Linked DNA regions of Oryctolagus cuniculus: region 2 is linked to region 1. Evidence: chromatin contacts called from public Hi-C data. All regions are on one chromosome and are shown on one strand. The core of a region is the stretch at or near the end of the contact, and the rest is flanking DNA. Distances in the headings are between cores, read along the strand shown.

Region 1 (4,694 bases), core at 1,341-3,840:
CACGGTGGGGCACTCCTCAGCCCTACAACCGAAGGCTAGCTTTGCCAGGCACACGCCACTGCAAGGAAAAACTTAAACTACTGAAGCACTGTCCCCCAGCCATGCTTCTCCTCTGAATGTAATGGTGTGCGGCACGTATCTTTTTGGATGTGTTTTAGTGAGTAGGCTAGGCTTTTAGCTGCATGACACACGTGTGTATGCCAGTAGTAAACGGGCCCTGAGACAAATCTTTCAATCTCTCCAAGAAAACCCTCAGTGACTGCACCTGAGTCTGATAAAATACGTCCTCAAACACCTCACTCACTCCGCTGACGCGTCATCCCGCACCCAGGGGCTCCGTCTGTATTATCCCAGCCCCCGAACACACCGACCCCATGGGTTTTGAGCCCACACAGCCGTTAGTGACACGCACGGCTCAACGTCCGTTCTCGCGTACTGCAGACGAAGAGGCGCCGCACGAGGAAGGGGAGAATCCCTCTCCCACTGCAGCATCCCGGCATCACCTAGGTGGAAAGCGAGGCATCCGAATCGGCACCTTTCAACACCACCGGGCCACGACAAGGAACCCGCTCAAACAGGCTGCCCGCTTCTCCGCTCAGCTGTCGCCTCCCAAGGGCCTTCAGGGCCTCGGCCATTTATTACTCGTTTGCTTTCGTGACTATAAAAATTCATCGCCTCTATTTAATGTCTGCGACAAGTGGCTCGTCTGGATTCTACCGCGTTCCGGGGTGTCCGAAGCCCTTGGAGAGAGCATCACTGCCTACAGCAGCAGGGCCCAACAGACACCCCCACCCCCATCTGCAGGCATACACCAAACCCCACAGCCAGCGCAGGAGGGCGCGACCAGGCCGCCCTGAAGGGCTTTCCTCACCCAGACTGCCCGCTTCACCACTCCCCTCAACTCGATTCCCGGGTCTGCACGGCAGATTTCTCCAGGGAGCACAAGTTCTCCGAACACGACCCCCTCGGCTCGGCACACGTGGGGGACCAGGGCGAGGCAGAGCCGGTGCGCCGCAAGGCCAAGGCTCTGCCGGGGCGAGGCTGCGCCTTGCCCAGAGCCTCCTGGGCGTCCGCACCTGGTGCCAAGAGATGCTCAGAGCCCAGCACGTCCCGAGACCCTTCCTCCGAGAGGGGCCCCCGAGCTGGGAGCCCCCAGTCCTCCATGGCAACTCCGGCCCGGAAGACTTCTAGAGCCTTCTGTGATGGCGGGTGGCGGTGTGTGCACCGCCGGGGCGGGGGGGGGGGGGGGGGGGAGAACTGGGTGGCCCAGCAAACCCGAGAGGAGTACTCCGGGGCCAGGGATTCCGAGCCACCTGTGCGGGGCTGCAGCTCGGCCCGGGGGCGTCCGAGAGCGAGGCCGCCGAGGCACGGCCCGCACCACGAGTCGCTGGGGAAACCAGCAAGGCGGCGGAGGCGAAGCCATGGTGAAGAGCAGCACGGGTCGTCCAGGGCCCCGAAGCCGGGCCGAGCCCGCCGCCCGGCCCGGAGCGCGCTTACCTGGGTCCTGGAGCCGGCAAAGTTGCACGGCTCCACCTCCGCCTCGTCCGGGCCGCCGCGGAGCGCGGTGCGGAGTCTCTCCAGGTGCTCCCGCAGGGTGACCCGCTGGTGGAAGGAGAAAGCCGGGTGCAGCGAAGCCATGGTAAAGAGCAGCAGCAGTTCCTCCTGGGCCCTGAGGCCGAGCCCGCCACCGGACCGGGACTCGGCGCCGCCGCCGCCTTCCGGGCCAGAGCCGTCCTTGTCGGCGTCCTGCTCCCCGTCGCCGTCCGCCCCGCGGGGCTCGTCCTCCGCGCCGCCCCGCGAGCCCTCGCCCCGGGCGGTGCGCAGGCTCTTGAGCACCGAGTCCACTTGGGGCAGCAGGCGGTGCAGACGGCCGGCGGCCTCCCGGTTCTCCGAGCCCAGCAGCGCCAGGTAGACGATGAGGCGCGAGCGCACGGCGGGCTCTCGGAAGTCGGCCAGCGGCCCCGGGTCCGAGAGGCCGTTGGCCTTGGCCTCCGAGTCGCGCAGGTAGTGGTAGTCCTTGCGCGCCAGGTCCTCCAGGCACGAGCCGAGGAAGCGCAGCTCCAGCGGGTTGCACAGGTCCAGCAGCCCGCACATGAACTCCAGGCGCTGCGCCGAGCCCAGCACCAGCCCGAACCACTCGTACACCCGCTCCTGCTCGCGCAGCGCCGCCGCCGGCCCCCCGCCGCCGCCCGGCATGCCCGTCCCCGCCACCGCCGAGCCGCCAGCAACAGGCGGCCCGAGCCCCCGGGGCGGCGGCGGCGGCGGCGGTGGCGGTGGCGGCGGCGGCGGTGGCGGCGGCGGGGGGCCCCGCGGTGGGCCCGCGGCAGGCGGCGGCGGCGGCGGGCGGCAGTCGCGGCGGCGGCGCGGCGGTGCCTTCGCGCCCGGCCGCGCGTCCGCCTCAGGCTCCTCCGCCCCGGGCGGCGGCTCCGTTGGGTGCGTCGGCTTCAGCGGCAGCTTCATCCTCAGCATCCTCGGCTAGGGCGGCGCGGACATGCGAGCGGGGGCGGGCGGGAGGGGCCGAGGCGGCGGCGCGGCCGTCAGGAGCGGGGCCCCTCCATGCCGCCGGGGGAGGGCCGGGGCCGGGGCCGGGGGTGGGTCTCGGCCGGCGAGGGGGGCGGCGGCCGGCCGGCGGGGTCGCTGGCGTCGTCTTCCCGGGCCGGAGGCGGGGCGTGCCCGCGGCGGCTCCTCCCCCTGGGCTCCGCGCCGGCTCCGGGAGCTCGGGTGCGGGTGAGAGCGAGTGAGCGAGCGAGTCCTCCTTCCGCCTCCCTCTCTCAGTCGTCCGCACCGGGCTGGGGCGGCGGCTCCTGAGCGGTTTCCTCACGAGCCGGTGAGGACCGAGCGGCTGCGAGAGGAGGAGGAGGAGCGGCCCGGCGGGGCGGAGAGGCTGGCGGTTCCGCGCACCGCGCCTCAGCCTATCAGCGCCCGGAGCTGACGGTTACGTAGCCCTCCCCGCCCCCAGGGACCGCCTCTCGCAGGGAGGCCACGCCCAACTGCTGCCCGGCCGCCTCCCTCTGTGGGGCTTCCTCGCGGTCCTAGAGGTCTGGGCTCCCTCACGAGCTGGGAGGACGCGCGGGCTGGGCTCGTGGGGTGGCGGCGGCGAGGTGAGCGGGCCCCCGGGGAGAGGCGGGAAGCCGGCGAGGTGGCCTTTCGCCGGGCGCCGGCTGGGCTCTGACTGCTGGCCTCCTCTGCTCTGCCGGTCGTGGCGTGGGCCGCCGCACCTGGGCCCGCGCCGTCCTGGCCGCCTGCGCGACGGTGTCGGGGAGCGGCGACGTCGCCGAAGTGCGGGCCCTGACCTCGGGCTGCGCTCCTTCAGGTCCCGCGCCGCGGGTGGGCCTTCCGGAGGTCCGCCAGGCGGCTCCTACCCGGTAAAACTTCGGAAGGTCGCCCGGAGGAGCGCGCGCCCGGGGCAGCGGTCGCGGCTGTGGGGGCGCAGGTGGGCACGCGGCCCGCAGGTGCGGCGAGAACGCGCGGACGGCGGGTCCCGGCCTAACGGTTCGCTCTTGGAAAACTACCCGCGAGTGTTTCGGGAAAAGCCCCCCTAACGCCTTCATCTTTGGGGGATCATCTCTGCGAAATAACGAACGTTTGGAATCCTTGTTCCGGTTGCAAATTGCCTGTTACTTCAGGTTTAATAAGCTACCACCTTGACAGGCTTCAAACTTTTTTTTTTTAAGTTGTTTAAAGACCCCCCAAAAAATGTCTGGCTCTTGCACTGTTGCTTTTATATATATATATATATATATATATATATATATATTTTTTTTTTTTTAAAACAAAGCGGGGTTTTTTGAAGGTTAACAGAAAAGGTGGGTTTTTAAAAATTAATGTAAGTTAAGTCCTACAGTAATAGAGTGGGAGTGCATAGGAAAACAGGACTCTTTCCCAGGGTGTTCAGACATGTGTTCAGCACGTGCTGAACCTTCTATGTATCTCACAATTTGATGCCCGCAGAGAATTATAATTCGGAAAAAAAAAAAAAACCTGAAGTGAATCCTAAATCCGTATCAGCAATAAAAAGGGCAGATGGAGAATTCTGTTCACATTTTGGTTTGGTAAAATACACGAATGCCATGTTGCATGTGACTGGTCACTCCCCTGTATTCTTTGGGTGTAATTTACCATTGAGAAGGCATTGGAAGACTTACTCATGATGCTGCCCCTTCCTGCTGTCAACCTCCACGGCCCTAAACTCTTTTGCTGTGGTCTTCCCATTTCTACATTTCTAAAGCTTTAGGTGGACTACTTTGGGCAACCAGTAAGCACACCTACCATGCTCGGTGTGCACAGGTCCAGGTAGCCGCCTGTCTACACAGGGGTGCTTTGTTTTGTGGAGCCAATGCTTTACCTCTCTTTCTTTTTCCCCATTTTCCTTGGCAACAAGAAGCCATTTGGTATGAACATTCCACAATACTCAACCCATGAATTTTATATCAAAAGCAGATTTGCAATCAATAATGATGACTTTTGTCCTTTTAACTTTGGCCAACATTCAAAATGCAGTGATTGCAGCAGGCACTTGGCACACCAGTTCAAAGGCCTGCGGGCCATGCTGGAATGCCTGAGCTCAAGTCCTAGCTGCGCTCCTGGTTCCAGCTTCCTGCCGGTGTGCACCCTGGGAGGCAGCAGATGGCTGCTCAAGTAGTTGGGTCCCTGCCACCCACTTGAGACTGGGTTTCGGCTCTTGGCTTTGGCTT
Region 2 (5,195 bases), core at 2,344-4,843, 68 kb after region 1:
TTTTTTTTTTTTTTTTGACAGGCAGAGTTAGACAGTGAGAGAGAGAGAGAGAGAGAGAAAGGTCTCCCTTTTCCATTGGTTCACTCCCCAAATGGCCGCCAATCCACAACCAGGAGCCAGGAGCTTCTTCCTGGTCTCCCATGCGGGTGCAGGGCCCAAGCACTTGGGCCATCCTCCACTGCCCTCCCGGGCCACAGCAGAGAGCTGGACTGGAAGAGGAGCAACCGGAACAGACTCTGATGCCCCGACCGGGACTAGAACCCAGGGTGATGGCGCCGCAGGCAGAGAATTAGTCAAGTGAGCCGCGGCGCCGGCCAAGGAAGGATCTTAATAAATACTGCTAATCACCTGCAAATCTTTCAGCATCCCAGTGAGGGCTCCTGTGTGTCCCACAGCTGCCCAGTGTACAGATGCCCTGGTTTGGAGGGGATATAGCACCAACCGTCCCGTATTTTTTACATCACTATGCCCACAATAGCTGAATCCCCCTTTTATTCAAATGTTTTTGTTCTTTTCTTACTGCTGCTGGAGAAGCCAGTGAATTTAAGGTCAAGAACCCAGAAGAGAGAAAGCACTGCCAGAACTTAACTATCTTTTTTTTTTCCCCTAAATAAACGCAACCCCTAACAGGAAGGGGATGAAATGAACAAAGCTGAGAACGGCTCACACGTCCTCCCAGCAGACCATGAATAAAAGCTTCAGGACACAGGCACTTAGCGTCACAGGATCATTATTTCACGAGCCAGGAAACTGGGCCGTGTCGGTGGAAATGCGGACCGAATCAGAGTCCAGGTTGATCTCGAGGCCACTTCTGGAAAAGCCAGCGTTCGCAGGATCCAGACTCCCCTGAGCGACCTGGCAAACTTCTCCAGCTGACTCGCTCTATGAATTCGTTGCATTCATTTTTTACTCTAAAAAAGATTTTTTACAATGCAAAAAAGGTGCATCCACAACCCAGCTCGTGAAATAAAACCTTCCCATGTGCGGGTCCTGTGCTCTCTCTGTACATGCTCCTCTTCCACCTTCACGCCCCTGGCCTCGGAAACAATTGTTCTACCTTACAGTTCATCGTTCCCATGTAGAACAGTACTTCAAAAAGCTTAAGGAAAACAGAATTAGAAGATAATTTTATTTTGTGCAAAAAAATCATTCTTGAACTCCATGCATAGTTTTTTCCCAAGATGCATCTCCCATGAACTTTTTGCAGACCTCATATGCATAGATTCCAAATGTTCTTGCACCAAAATAAACTTACCTTTAATGCCCACCCCCCATGAACTTGATGAAGCAGCCTGCATTTCTGTATGCTTTGCCGCGTATGTATGTAGCCCTAAGCAACACACCACATTGCATTTCAGGAGTTTTAACTCCTGTAAGCATACTTCGGTCATCCTTCTGCAATCTGCAGAACCCAAACCCGCCGTTTGTTCTCCCTACACCAGTGAAACCACTGTCACTGTCCTCAGTAAGGTCACCAGTGCCAATCAGTGGGGGTGTCCTGGGTGGCACTGGCCACTGGTTTCTGCATCAGGCCAATTCAGTGAGGTGCTTTTGGGTCTCTTCCCTGTTCCAGGAGCTCTTGTCCAGGTTATTTGGGGCCAGCACCGTGGCTCACTTGGCTAATCCTCTGCCTGAGGTGCCATATGGGCGCCAGATTCTGTCCTGGTTGCCCCTCTTCCAATCCAGCTCTCTGCTGTGGCCCAGGAGTGCAGTGGAGGATGGCCCAAGTGCTTGGGCCCTGCACCCGCATGGGAGACCAGGAGGAAGCACCTGGCTTCTGGCTCAGATCAGCACAGCGCGCCGGCCGTAGTGGACATTTGGGGCGGTGAACCAGCAGAAGGAAGACCTTTCTCTCTGTCTCTCTCTCTCACTAACTCTGCCTGTCAAAAAAAAAAAAAATAAAAAAGAGGGTTGTTTATTTATTGGAAAGGCAGAGCTACAGAGAGGGAGAGGAGGAGAGGAGGAGAGAGAGAATCTTCCATCCGCTAGTTCACTCCCTACATGCTCGTAACACCCAGAGTGGGGCAGGCTGAAACCAGGAGCCAAGAACTCCATTCAGGGCTCCCCATTGGGTGGCAGGGACCCAAGTACTTGAGCCATGACCTCTGCCTCCCAGAGGCCCATTAGCAGGAAGCTGGACTGCAAGTGCAGTCAGGACTTGGCTGCGGGCACTCTGACAAGGGATGCCGGTGCCCCGCGTAGTGGTGTTTAAGGAGGGAAATCTGACGGCATGGTTGTACACTCACGGGAGTCGCCCAGTGCAGAGGAGAGAGCAGATAATCACAGGAGCCGTGTTTCCCAGGAGGGTGGGAGCGGGCAGGACGTGTGTGTGGAGGGGAAGCAGTCCTGCGTGGGGGAAGCGCAAGGATGGGGGATGGGACTGCCAAGAAGTTCCGATGCCTTCTATTTTCTTGTCTAGGAAAGAGGAAGCAAGGTCAATGGCCGGTCACTGAGAAGAGAAGTGGGGCATCGAAAGCTTGAGCACAAGAAACAGGAATGACAGATTGCAAAGGTTTTGACTTGTTAAAAATGTCTGATTTTTAATATCATAATAAAAAATCAAATAAACATGTGCCTTCAAATGTTGACCTGTGAAGAAAAGCAGGCTCCACGCGAGGGATCCCGCTTGCTCCGGGGCAGGAGCTGCTGCTCTCCCAGGACCATTTCTCTGCGGAGTCTGAGAAGCTCCCAGACTGCTTCCTGTCTTACCGTCCTCAGAAACAGAGATAGCACCACAGCCAGCGTGTGCAGTATTGCTTCCGACGGGCCTCGGGGCAGTGAGACAGGAGCCTTCTGCAGCCAAGGGAAGCCCTTCCCCCACCACAAGACACTGGCAGGTGCTGCATTTAGGCGAAAGCCACCGTCGGCAGCAGCGCTCTTAGGGGTCGGCCGCGGGATAACTCCGGATGTACGGAGAGCACTGATTAGCCTTCCATCTTCAGGGCCTGGAATCCAGGCACCGTGGGTGTTTCAAAACCACGGTTCTGCAACTTGCCGCCCACGCTGGCCACCTCACTTCACCCAGTGCCTTTGCACACTGGCCGGGGAGTGCAATGTTGATATTCCCCTGGCTGAAGCTGCTGCTACAGGATGGGGAGAGGCTTCAGACTTCCGGCAGCCGCTGCTCTGCCCAGTCATTTGATAGTGCAATGAATAAGTAAATTTGATTTGCAAACTTATTTTCAGCACAAAATTGGCCAGGGGAGCCGCCAATTTTCTCTTTGGCCCCTTTTCCCAAATCACGCGTCTGATGCTCTCGTAGCAAGCCCCGACAAGAGGATAAACGTGCCAATAATTTGTTCGATTTCATATAAGACGATTATCGACCCTCTCCCAGCCCAGCCGGAGTTCCCCCGGAGCTGGTCTCATTTCTTGACGGACCCCTGTGCCTGCTGATTTGTTAACTGAGTTACACCGGGGCCAGAACACCAGAACCCAGCCGTATGGAGTGAGAAAGTGAGAGCCGTGAAGGATAACCCAAAGGCGACCCTGATGACAGGAAGTCACTCCGAGGGGGCGACGCCACATCAGCCTGCGAGCTGCAGCGCTCACGGAGCCGCCGGCAGCGGGACCGCGGGTCACTTCCGAGCAGTGACCCCGCGCCCTGGCTCTTCTCCCGGCAGTCCCTCCTCTGTCGCCCAGCACGGCCATCGAGACGCAGGGCTCTGTGACTCAGCTGTCACGACCTCTCCGGGCAAGGTCCCCTGCGTGTTTTGCGGGCCAGGGCAGCCAATCTGCATGCACAGTCCTTATCAGCCAAGCAGAGGGCCAGCAGCTGCCACTTCCCAGGGAAGCCAGGAGTCCCCGGGTCAGCAGGGAAGGGCTTCCTGCGAGGACACCACGTGTAAAGTCCTCTGGGACGACAGGCATTCGGAGGATGTGAGTTATCACGGCAAAGCTCTCCCGGGCTTCTCCGACTTGATATAAATAACCGTGTCCTGGCGGCAGCTGGAGGAGAGCCAATCGGTAATGAATACTAGCACAAACAAACAGGCCTCCGGGACGCCGGCCCAGCCACGGCAAACCGCGGCTGGCACCGGCTCCGAGGTGCTGGGTGGGCGAGGCTGCGCCCACAGCACTGCATTCATCGCGGGAGGCAACGGGGGAGGGGCGCGGGAGTGGAGAATCCCGCCCCCGGCTGGGACAGCCTCCTCTGGTCCTCAGCCTAAGCAAACCCAAGTCCTCGCTGGACAAAAGCTTCCTGCTCTGAGGCCCTCGAGGTCCCCACAAATTCAGATCAATGAAATGAGTTCAGAATCAAGGAACATGGAAAAGCTGCAAGCCATGATGGGTGAGACTCGGCAAGAAAATGAACAACAAAATTAGTCCCCGCTCCCTCCGGTAATACCTAGACTCAAAATGTAAAGCAATGGGGCTGGCGTTGTGGTGTAGCCGGTAAAGCCATCGCCCGTGACACCAGCATCCCATACGGGCGCTGGGTTGAGTCCTGGCTGCTCCACTTTGATCTGGCTCCCTGTTTATGTGCTTGGAAGAGCAGCAGAAGATGGCCCATGTTCTTGGGCCCCTGCCACCCACCTGGGAAGACCCAGAGGAAGCTCCTGGCTCCTGGCTTCAGACCTGTGCGACTCTGGCCGTTGCGGCCAATTGGAGAGTGAACCAGAGGATGGAATATCTCTTTATCTCTCTGCATCTCCTTCTCTGTGTAACTCTGACTTTCAAATAAATAAATCAATCTTTGTTTTAAAAAAGTTCATAGTGAAGCAAGCATTTGGCTTATCATTTTTTTTAAGATTTATTTATTTATTTGAAAGTCAGAGTTACACAGAGAGAGGAGAGGGAGAGAGAGAAAGAGAAAGAGGTCTTCCATCTGCTAGTTCACTCCCCAGTTAGCTGCAACGGCCGGTAATGTGCTGATCTGAAGCCAGGAGCCAGGAGCTTCTTCCAGGTCTCCCATGTGGGTGCAGGGGCCCAAAGATTTGGGCCATCCTCCACTGCTTTCCTAGGCCATTAGCAGAGAGCTGGATTGGAATCAGAGCAGCCGGGACCCAAACTGGCGCCCATAAGGGATGCCGGCACGGCAGGCGGTGGCTTTATCCATTATGCCACAGCGCTGGCCCCTTGGCTTATCATTGAAGACGTGGTTTGAGATGCTCACATCCCGTATCGGAGGGCTTAGGTCTGAGTCCTGACTCCACTTCCTGATTCCAGCTGCCTGCTAACGTGCATCCTGGGAA

What was found. A called contact is a pair of places that touch in the nucleus more often than the background predicts.
Region 2: a contact with region 1 is called in a Hi-C map of psoas muscle, with 2.4 times the contacts expected there. The contact joins the enhancer-like site here to the promoter of ZCCHC2 in region 1. A contact is called at or near these places in 4 of 6 Hi-C or Micro-C datasets (embryonic fibroblasts, liver, psoas muscle and 1 more).

Annotation. Positions count from the first base shown.
Region 1 is chr10:16,050,997-16,055,690 of mOryCun1.1, forward strand. It overlaps ZCCHC2 (zinc finger CCHC-type containing 2), which reads right to left and starts at 2,591. Exons shown (of 11, transcript XM_070050075.1): 1 at 1,498-2,591. The coding sequence starts at 2,469.
Region 2 is chr10:16,117,733-16,122,927 of mOryCun1.1, forward strand. No RefSeq gene overlaps it. Among named protein-coding and RNA genes, the nearest start is that of ZCCHC2, 67 kb to the left of the region's middle. Within about 2 kb of position 3,594, at least 4 of the 8 cell types and tissues checked have an H3K27ac peak or open chromatin away from gene starts, as enhancers often do.